2 separate regions of the Gossypium hirsutum genome follow, and region 1 is linked to region 2. Evidence: chromatin contacts called from public Hi-C data. All regions are on one chromosome and are shown on one strand. The core of a region is the stretch at or near the end of the contact, and the rest is flanking DNA. Distances in the headings are between cores, read along the strand shown. Region 1 overlaps LOC107900126 (a long non-coding RNA gene). Region 2 overlaps LOC107900119 (a long non-coding RNA gene).

Evidence for each region. A called contact is a pair of places that touch in the nucleus more often than the background predicts.
Region 1: a Hi-C map of leaf shows a contact between it and region 2, with 3 times the contacts expected there. The contact joins two enhancer-like sites. A contact is called at or near these places in 13 of 34 Hi-C or Micro-C datasets (anther, callus, fibers and 2 more).

What each region holds. Positions count from the first base shown.
Region 1 is chrA11:64,875,478-64,881,210 of Gossypium_hirsutum_v2.1, reverse strand. LOC107900126 (a long non-coding RNA gene) reads left to right here. Exons shown (of 7, transcript XR_001684824.2): 5 at 1,961-2,025; 6 at 2,114-2,484; 7 at 2,589-2,819. Among protein-coding and RNA genes, the nearest start is that of LOC107900126, 5.8 kb to the left of the region's middle. Within about 2 kb of position 2,315, at least 6 of the 9 cell types and tissues checked have an H3K27ac peak or open chromatin away from gene starts, as enhancers often do. A contact at or near this core is called in leaf, where this site is marked.
Region 2 is chrA11:64,798,969-64,804,542 of Gossypium_hirsutum_v2.1, reverse strand. LOC107900119 (a long non-coding RNA gene) reads right to left here. Exons shown (of 3, transcript XR_005905099.1): 2 at 5,552-5,574; 3 at 4,947-5,476. Among protein-coding and RNA genes, the nearest start is that of LOC107900119, 7.8 kb to the right of the region's middle. Within about 2 kb of position 3,357, at least 3 of the 9 cell types and tissues checked have an H3K27ac peak or open chromatin away from gene starts, as enhancers often do. A contact at or near this core is called in leaf, where this site is marked.

The DNA of each region.
Region 1 (5,733 bases), core at 1,066-3,565, 78 kb before region 2:
TTCTGAAAGAAAATAGTTGGGAAGCCATCAGGCCCAGAGGCTTTTGTCGGCCTTATGCTCTTAAGCGCTTCAACTATCTCTTCCTCCTTATAATCTACTGCTAATATTCAGTACATATCCTCATTGATACACTTTTTAACCCCTGAAAGAAGATGGTTTGTGTTGCCAACCCCTTTTGAATTAAAGAGCTCCATAAAATAATCTTTAACGATAGTCTCCATACCCTCTCTTTCTGTCTTAAAGAATTCATTCTTGTCTTCCAATCCCCGGATATAATTCATCCTCTGTCTTTATGTAGCTTTACTATGAAAAAACGTTGTATTTTTATCACCCTCACGCAACCAATTGGCTCTAGCCTGTTGTTCCCGATATAATTCCTCCTTTTCCATTTCCCAATTAAGCTCCAGCTTTACATCAAGGATTTCTGCTATCACATCATCATCCCGGTCTATACTATCAAGTTGAACCAATCGATCTCGAAGGTTCTTCCTTTTCTTGTCATGTGCGTACTTGACTCTTCGTCCCCATTTTTGTAGGCCAGCTCAAAGATTTTCCAATTTAGCAAGAGCATCACTTGATTTCTCATCCCATAGTTTCCTAATAACATCAGCACAATTCGGTTCCATAAGCCACCAAGATTTAAACTTAAAGCGATTTCTCCCATCATGTGCACTATTTATCTCTGTTTTGATTAGATTCGGACAGTGATAATAGAATCAATGCATAAGATTATGTACCTTGTAATTACTATACAAATTGAGCCAAGCATTATTTGCCACTCCCCGGTCTAGCCATTCTCGAATATTTGTGGTCTGGAAGTTGCCCCTCTCCCATGTATCCTTCTGTCCCGTATAACCCAAATCGACTAATTCATAATCTGTTAAGGCCTTTCGAAAAGCCTCCATCTGCCTTTCATTTCTTGTTGCGCCTCCCGTTTTTTTATGAGCATACATAATCTCGTTGAAATCACCACATATACACCATGCTTCTGAATTTGTTTCTTGTAGCCTTCGAAGAAGATTCTAAGAGTCCTGCCTATCTGAGACTTGTGGATTCCCATAAAATCCAGTGAACCTCCATTTGTTTGAGTTATCTTCATCAATAACTTCAACATCAACATGAGATTCTGAATAGCCAAGTGATTTTCGTTCCATGCAAGGCAAATTCTACCACGTGTACCCGTTGCTGATATATCTATCCCGTTCTGAAAACCACATTTTCTCCTAACTCATTCCATGCGTCTATGATCCAATTTTGTCTCCATTATGAAGACCAGTTGGGGTTTGTAGAGTTTCAACATATGTTGAAATCTCCTACTAGCCTGGGGATTCCCCAGTCTCCAGACATTCCAGCTTAGGAGTTTCATGGCTTCCAGTCGGCTTGCCCATTGGCAGCCGCCGATATAACTTGTGTTAGTTCTGAACTAACGTGGGAAACAGCCTGCTTACAATCAAAATTGGCATAACTATCCTCCCTATCCTTATTTTCCTTTACTTTTTTAACAGGACTTTCATTAGTGAGATATGTCGCATTCTCAACTAGGCTTTCATGATTAAACTTGCGTTTATCCAAGATCCTTTCTGACATATTTGCATCAAAGTTCTTCTTGTCCAATCTACGCCAGCTGCTTCTGTGGTATCTCGGTTGTTGTGTTGCTTCCCATTCTTCATAATTTTTTATCTCCACTTCATCTATCTGATTTTCTGCCATGCTACTTTGGTTTTTCTGTAACTTTTCCTCCACATTGGTCATACCCTTTCCAAGACTTTCAATACCATCATTAAATTTGTTATTTCCCCCCCGGTCTTCTGCGTCCAGAACATTTGGGTCTTTTTTTGAAATTTTTGCCATCATCATATCTATCTGTCTTCGGCATCAATAATTCTGTACTGCACTTACCGTTACTATCTGGTTCTTCCATGCCTGTATAGTTACACTGTATCATTGTTTTCTTTTTCAGGGATCCGAGCCATATGCTTTCTTTTCCTTTGATAGAAGATTCAGCTTTAAGCGCTATTGAATAAGGTAAATCATCTTCTGTCTTTACTCTTTCTTCAAATGAAATACTCGTACAATCTTTAACCCCATGCCTTGCCGACCACACCCAAAACAGAACGTTGGTAGTGATTCGTATTTGAAAGGAAGCCAGGTTCTTCCTTGATTGTTTGGAGAGACAAACAGACCTTTCTGTAGTGGTTTCTGCACATCTAAATTGACCTTAAGGCGACAAAAGTCCTCTTTAATCTCTGATCGTATCACACCCCCAAACGTGGATCCCACCGCATGCATTAGGTTCTTTTTGTCACATTCTGGAGGACTTGGCCCTATTTTTATCCAAAAAGGGGGAAAGAATCAGTCAATCTTGCCTCGCTCCAGTGGTTCCGTTATTCGGTCAAGAATTACTAGTTGTTTCCAAAAAAGCCATGGTCGCCCTTCCATGACACGCTCTAAATCATCCTCATCTTCAAAAATTATTGAAAACAGGTTCTGCCCCACAATATTAATCTCGAATTTCTTTCTAGTTTTCCATACACTCCTTAATTGTGCTCTCAAACTATCTGGGTTATATGATTTCTTTGTCCAAACAGTGTAGATCAGCGTTGGATTTTCTGCCGGAGTTACTAGCGAACTCTTTACTGTTAACTGGATCAGTTCTTCTTCAAAAAGAGCTAATTCATTTTCTGCTTCCATACCCTCAAGTCACCACTCGTCCGCTGCCAAAGCACAGTAACCGTTGTTTCTTTGGGATGCTCAGAGAGCACTCTTGACTTTTTAGGGTTGTTAATTAGTAAAAATAACAAAATATTATTATACACTCATCTATATCTATTAATTTCAATATAAAACCCCATCCTTCATTTAAAAAAATAAAATATATTAAGATGATATAAAAAATATAATTTTTAGGCACCAATAAAATAGTGCCACATTATTAAATTTTAAAAATAACAAAATATTATTATTGCAGTATTTTATATTAATTAAATCTTTATATCTGTGGTTTTGTGTTTTACTATTATGTTTAAGGTCTGAAATTCGAATTGTATTGTTAAAAGTTTTATTATTTTAAAACAACCCCATCCATGCATTACATAGTTAAATGTAATTCTATGTAAATTTATATTAAGAATGAGTTTGTTGGTTCACTATTTAAGTCTCTGTATTTTGTTTGGCCCCGTGTTCGAGCCCCATCGTATGTGTTAGGAAATATTTTGCTTCTTGTCGAAAAATTTACTAGTGGCTGAGACAAAATATTTTAAATGTTTCTTTTTTTTTTCCCTTTCTTTTCCCCTTTACATTTTTGCTTCTTTCCCTTCTCTTTTTCTTTTTCCTCTTCTTTCGCTTTTTGTTTTTAAATCGTTTGAGCGTGTTGTTGTCGATCGTTGGACTTCTCATTCTAATCTATTGTACGGGTCGGGTAAGTATGTCTTCTGTGATGTCAATTGTGTCAATTTGTTAAAAGTTCTAAGAAATGACGGTGTTGTATCGTTGATAGTTTGCGCTAATGGATAATTTCTCGTGGTTAAACAATGTTGGTTCTTTATTTTAGGAATAGGTGTTGGAAGTAACAAATCTCGGCAGGTTAATTCGAGTAATTGCAGTTAATCTTTTGTTAAGTGTCAATTTCGTTGAAGATTTTATGTCGAAGTTTTTGACATAAGTTTCTGTGTATAATTGTGCTTCATTGTCGTTAAATTCAGTTGATTGAATGATTGAATGGTTGTTTTAGGCTTCAAAGACTCTCTATGTTGTTTTCGCTACACAATCTCTTTAGGTGCGTACCAAAAACCCCTGTTTTTGCAAATTTCAAACACTGGAAAATGTGGCTGTCAACGTCACACAGCCAGAGACGTAGGCGTGCGACCAGGCCATATGGTTGGCTATGTAACTCACTGATCATCGAATTTGAGCCACACAGGCAAAGGACACAGGCATGTGTTCAGGCAGTGTGTGACCATGTTATTGCATGGTTCACAAGGTTAAGGACATGAGTGTGTGTCCAGGCCGTGTAACTCACTGTTTATGATTTAGGATCACACAAGTAGATAACATGGGTGTGTACCCAAGTCGTTTGAGCCACACGGGTAAGGACATAGGCGTGTGCCCAGGTCGTGTAACTCACTGTCTACGATTTAGACCCACATGGGTAGATGACATTGGCGTGTGCTAGGTTGTGTAAGACACACGGGCAAGGATATGGACATGTGTCCTAGTCGTGTGACTCATTGTTTATGATTTAGAATCATATGGGCAGATGACATGGGCATGTACCCATGCCGTGTATGTAACACCCCTAACCCGTATTCGTGCCAGAGTAGGGTTACGAGGTATTACTGATCAATTCACAACATATAGCATACATTTATCAAACATAAAGCATTCATTCTCATAAATCATTCAACACAATCACATTGTCCCTTATAAGGGCCTACGAGGCCTTAAACATTCTTTAGAAGTAGTTTGGGACTAAACCGATAACATATGAAAATTTTGAAAACTTAGAAAAATTTCAACCATACAGGGGTCACATGCCCGTGTCTTAGGTAGTATGGAAATAGGGCATACATACTGACTTGTATCACACAGTCGAGGACACGTCCGTGTGCCAGGCCATGTGAAAATTAGAGGGTATACTGACTTGGGTTGTAACATCTCAAAATTGGGTCTAGTCGGAACAGTGGTTTCAGGACCACAAATTCGATGTCAAAATATTTAATTTATAATTATTATGAGGCCCAGAATATGAAAGTAAGCATGTGTTAAAGTTTCATGAAGAAATTCTTAGTGTAAGGTGTCCAATTGAAAATTAGGGACCAAATTGAATAAATTGCAAAACTTGGATTTTAAAAGCAATTTCCATGAAATTGCTTTAGATTATTAATTAGAAGGTCATAAAGAGTAATTTACTCAATTTCTAAATTTTTGGAAAAAAAAAATGGGCATGCATGAAAAATTTTGGAAGTTTAGTAAGGAAGGGCATTTTGGTCATTTGGTAATAAAATCAATAAAAAGGGGAAATGAAGGAAAAAATCAGCCATTCTTCTCTCCAAGGGACACCATAGCTAGGGTTTCTTCACTTTCCAAGCTCAATAGTTAAGTGACTTCTAGCCCCGTTTTTAATGTTCTTTGTATTTTTGAGATCTTTGAAACATGTTTTCTTCATTTCTACCCATATTTTAAGTTAGGGTTCATGTATGCAAAATGACTAAGTTGTAAAATTTTTAAATGTTAGGGGCAAAATAGTCATTTTGCCTGGGGTGAATTTTAGGTTCAAAATAAATAGCATGAGGTATTAATAATTTATTTTTACTGATATAGACCCTGAGGAACCGATTTCGAAGATCGATCGTGGAAAACGAAAGGTTTCGGAATAACTGTAATACGAAACCTAAGCAATTACCAAGTAAGTTCGTGTAACTCGAATGTAAACTATTTTTAAATACATTAAAGATGTATGTACATGTATGAATTATAATAGTAATATTTATTGTATGACAACTCATGAATTATTAATGTTCCCGGTTGAATAAAAAGGCTGTCTGATGGATTACTCGAAAATGAAATAATGGTATAAAGGATCTAGCCCGGATGGGTGATCCTATAGTGATCTAGCATCTTGAAGAATATGTGTGCTTTGACGGATTTAGCTCGGACGGGTGATCCGAATAGGATCTAAATTTAGCCTGGACTGATAATCCCGCCATAAAAGTGAGGTTCACGGGAGTGCGTATT
Region 2 (5,574 bases), core at 2,108-4,607:
TCGTCGCCTCTCCTCTTTCGACAATAAATATGGCTTGCCATGGATCCTAAACCATGGCATGTATTCCGGCACGTACGCCAACTCTGGAACGATGATCGGTTTCTGAGTAGGTATATAATTATACCGATTTTCCCACATTTCGATATAGTGTAACCAGAATCTTGACAAATCCTTATGTAGTTGTCGTAAGTCAACTTTGTGCTTATCATCAACCACCTTGGGTGCCACAGAAGTTGGTTGTCGATTGTCGGAATCCAAATTGCCACAATACTCTATCTGACTGGTGCATCTCCACAGTAGCATAGTTCACCAATAGGACCTTCACATGCCAAACGTTTGGATTTTGAAGGAATTCATCTGGAATTACTGCCCGAATTGCCGGATCCTCGTATGGTGTCCATTGAAACTATATGAACATGATAAAAATATTACTTATATACATAATGCATAATACATAATACTAAATACTAAATAGTAAATATTAAATAGGAAACGACTATTTTATTATGTATATATATTATTTAATACTTACTTGTGCTTTCGATCATTGGTCTAATAGAAGCCGTATATCTTCAAGAGTGGTAAGTATTCTGACATAACTCGTCGAATGGTTCCACCTAATTAAATAAATTTTTAGCATACAATTATATTCTAAATCTACATAATAATTGTAAAATCTAATATAAAATTCACCTCGTTATGAATGGAAATGTGTATAGGTGGTCCACTCGAGTAGGGGTGTGCAAATTATGGTAAAACCGAAAAAATTTGGTTAATCGACCGAATTCAGTTAATCGGTCGGTTAACCAAATTAATTCGGTCGGTGGTCAGTTAATAATTTTTTGAGTTTTCGGTTGACGGTTAATTCGGTTTGAAACTGGTCGGTTAACCGAATATTTTCGGTTAACCGAAAATATTAATAAATAAATTTATAATATATAAATAATCCACTATTTATTCAAACTCAATTCAACATAAACCCAAATACCCAATCTAATATATATTAACCCAAGTACCCAACCCAACCTAATCATAAAAATTACAAATAATGTAATAAATAAAAATAAAAATCTAAAAATAAAAATAAAAATATAAAAAATATAATTTTATACAAATAATTCGGTTAATTCGGTTAATTCAGGTAATTCGGGTAATTCGGTTAATTCGGTTAATTTTATACTTATTTTAACCAAAAATAAAAAATATATATTTTTCGATTAATTCGGTTAATCGACCGAATTAACCGAAAAATTTCGGTTCGGTTAGCGGTTAAAAATTTTAAAGGGTCGGTTAATTCGGTTAATGTTATTTCGGGTCGGTTAACCAGTCGGTTAACCGATTGAATAGCCCTACACTCGAGGATGTAAATGGAAAGCGAAACCGTGCCCATGATTTGCAGTAGTGATAGGCAACCTCCTATTTTGGCTTTGTTCAGTCGCGCCCCGCACGTTTCCTTGTACAATGTTGCTAACACGGTAGACCCCCAACTCAATTCACCGGCTGCTCTAAAATCTACGAGTTTCAGCAGCCATCTCAGATGTACGAGGTTTCGTGGCAAGTCCGGCATTAGATAACCTCCAATCATCTCAAGAATGTATGCCTGAGCATATCGTATTTTTTCGAGTTCAGTCGAATCATTATCTGGCTCCGGGAATGTATCTCGTAACCAGCCCATCTCGATCTGACCTCCGTTAATATTATATGGTATAGCACCCAAAAGCTCGTAGCATACGGCTCCCCAAACAGTAGATGATGCAGACTCGGTGACTGTGTACCCATCCACCGGTAATCCCAATTGCAAATGCACATCTTCCAGAGTGATAGTACACTCTCCGCATGGAAGATAAAAAGTGTGCGTCTCGAGTCTCCACCTCTCTATCAACGCACTGATTAGTTTCGGGTCCAACTTGCACCCCTGACCTATCGTGGCCACGTGCCAAAATCCTGCTTCTCGCAAGTAATTTTCGATTAACGGCGGTGGAGGACCAAACATATTATGGATGTAGCATTGCAACACACAATCTATAGACTATTATAAAAGTTTTAAAAACAAAAATTAATTAAAATTGCATAAATTAATTAATGCAAACATCATAAATGAAAAACAATTCAAGTAGTATTAAAATTTTAATTATAATTGCATATATGAATAAAATATCAAATAGTATTGCAAATTATATTTAAATTTGCATAAATTAAAAAATATCGAATAGTATTGAAAAATTAAAATTATCACTTACCATTGTCATTTGATCAACGGAGATGTGCTTATTATCGAGACGGATTAATTCTCCAGCCATTGCTAACACAATTAGATTTTTTTAATTTAAAAAAATTAAATTCAAAAAAATTTAAACAAAGAAATTTGATAGAATATTGAAAATTTTCAATGAAATTTGATAGATTTTTGAAGGGAATGTTGAGAATTATGAGAGAATTATGTGAAAAATAAATGAAGGGAAAGAAATTTTGAGAGAATTATAGAAATTGTAAGAGATTTGAGTGAAAAAATAATTTGTGGACACTAAAGCGCGCTGACGTCAGAGCGCTTTCGGGGAAAACGGCCTAATCCAATAAATAACCCAATAAATGGTCCAATTCTGTTATTAATGTTTAAAAACGGGCATTTTGGATAAAATGGCCCAAATTTTAGATACATATTTTAAAATAAAATTTGCGACAACACATAGCTACTTAAAATCGCGATTTACAATTGGAAATATAGAAAGAAAATATGGATGTTATAGTTTTTGTTTATAATTTTTATTTTTTAAATAAATAAATTTTCTTATCCAGTATTAAATTCACAAATAATTAATCAATGGGTCAGATTCATCAAAATTTTAGGCTCTTTTGTTAGATATGAGTCCGGCTTGAAAAATGAGCTTAAAATTTTATCTAAAACCAATTCGAATAAAAATATTAAAGCTGAACTCGACCTGGCTTGGTTGTATTAATTTTTATTATATTAATTTTTATATATTTTTTTAAAAAATTATGATACATTAAAAATCTTAAAAATATTAAAATAAATATTTCTCAACAAATTCGAAAATAAATTAAAAATATTTAAATAATATTAAGATATATGCAACTTAACAAGCAAATGTCTCTAAAAATAATAATAAAATTAACAATAAAATAAGAGTTATACAATAACAATAAAATAATAACAATCTAATAATGAAATGATAGTAAAATAAAAAAAATAACAAGAAAATAATATATTTAAGTTTAAATTTTTAGCCAATCCTTCTTCCCACTTTTTGAATGGAACCGACCAAGTCTACTCACAGCTTTGGGCTGTAGTGGGGAAAGTGAAAACCATATTCCATAACCCAAAAATTAAAGAAAAATGAAAGTTAGAGCATACCACGTCTATGAAGGTGGACCAACGCCATTTCTCTCTCCAATCCTTATCCTACACCATAGGATGAACTTTTATCTAAAGGGTTATAGCGTGAACCTCCACTTTCTTAATGTGGCCTTGCTCCCCTTTTTTGAAGGCTAAATAAATATATTAAAAAATAAATCTTTTAAATTTATTAATTTAAAGATATATTCATAATGTAAAATTTTGTACATAAACTTTAATTTTGTATATTTTTATACATAAAATTTTTATTTGATTATTTCTCATAAATTATTAATATAATTATTGATATAATATCATTTTATATTTATATATACATTAATATACAAATAATTATATATTTAATATCAAAATAATTTAATGTATTTATTTCTTAAAATGTGTATGATTGAATTAAAATTAAAATTTTATATATACATTTGAACCACAATTAAAATTTTATATGTATAATTACATCAAATCAAAATTCATGTATAATTTTAAAAATTTCCATTAATTTAATTAAAAACAAACCTTGTATTATACCAATTTATATATTTTTTTTTTATTTTTATTTTGCGTTTTACTTAAGTCCTTTATTTGTTTTCAACTAAATTCTTAACCTTAATTTTTACCCTTGAATAATCATATTTCATTTTGAATATATAATTACTTTTAAGTAGCGTAAAAAAAAGATGAAGAAATTAATTGAAAATAAAATGTTTGGGGATCATTTTAAGTACCTTAAATCTAGTTGATGAGGGAACATTATTGGACAAGCAGCCCGATGATGCATGTGAGCCGAAGCGAAGGCCCGAAGCCTCTTTGTGGACGGAAATTAACAGCACGTTCGGTTGGAAAAATGAAATAAGATTGTAATAAAACAAAATTTTAATTAGTAATTCAGTTTTTGTTGAATAGAATGAAATAGAGTTGTAATAGTATTTTTATGTTTAGTTAAATGGAATAGATGTTGTAATAGTATAAGGAAAAATATTTAAAATACCAAAATACCCTTAATAGAATTTTTTTAGGTAAATGATTATTGTTATTGTTATTAAATTTTAATAAGAATATTGTTAAATATAATTTAATAATAATAAATAATTTAATCATATTTAACATAATTTTTATTAAATACAATTTGATAAAATAATATATAATTTAATAACATTATTAATATAATTATTATTAAAATATGAATTAATAATTAAGTTCCTTTATTATTTTTAAATTGTAATGCATATTTAATGTGCTAAAATATCATTAACGAAACAAATAATTTAATCATCTTCTAAACTAAAAAGCAAAAGATTAGATCTAATAAATAGTTGAGAATTATATTTTACATCCAAACATAATGTTCATACATTAGCAAAAAGTTACATAATGTCATTAACTTATATGTCATAATCTATATGTTAAATTTCACAACACCAAAAAGTTACACTAGTATGGCTTTCTACTAATTGCATCTTGCCATCCAAATATTACATATAAAAAAAGTTATCAAAACATCACCAACACAACCATGATTTTTAATGGTCAGAAAGAAATCTTCTCACTTATTCCAATTGTACTGAAGAAGGGAGACTGAAAAAAAAATAAGCATTTGCATTGAATGGTCAAGAATTTTGCTCAATGCACGATAGCACTCATTCTTAATTAATCTTTCTACTTCGTATAAGATCGGATATAATTTTTGAGCACTTTCTTGAATCACTTTCTCAGAGGCAATGCTCCTACTTAATTGAAGGCCAACAATCCTTATGTTTTCCCCTAATAGAATGGTAGCATCAGTAATTGAAGTAGAAATTTATTCACTTCTATCAGAAATCTTTTTTTGCTTCTTTGAAGATGTGGAACCATCTTGGTTTGGCTTCGGCAATTGCGGTTGTGTAGCTGAGACATCCATCTCATCTAAGAGAACATCATCTTCGCATCCACGATAATAGTTTCCTTCTTCAAGATTATTTGCAGTAGCTCCTCAACATTTATTTCTTCAACAATATCTGCAGCTGATTAAGCATATTTCCTAGTGGCTCGATCTTTTGCATATATGGAAGTAAGTTGGTCATAATATGGGAAACAACGATGTCTGAATTGACTAGCTGCTTTATGACTCTATTAAAAAAATGAATCCACATTAGAAATAAGTTTGGTTAAAATAAGATAATAAAGATAAGAAATAATTCTTACACTTATATATGAGTTCCTCACAG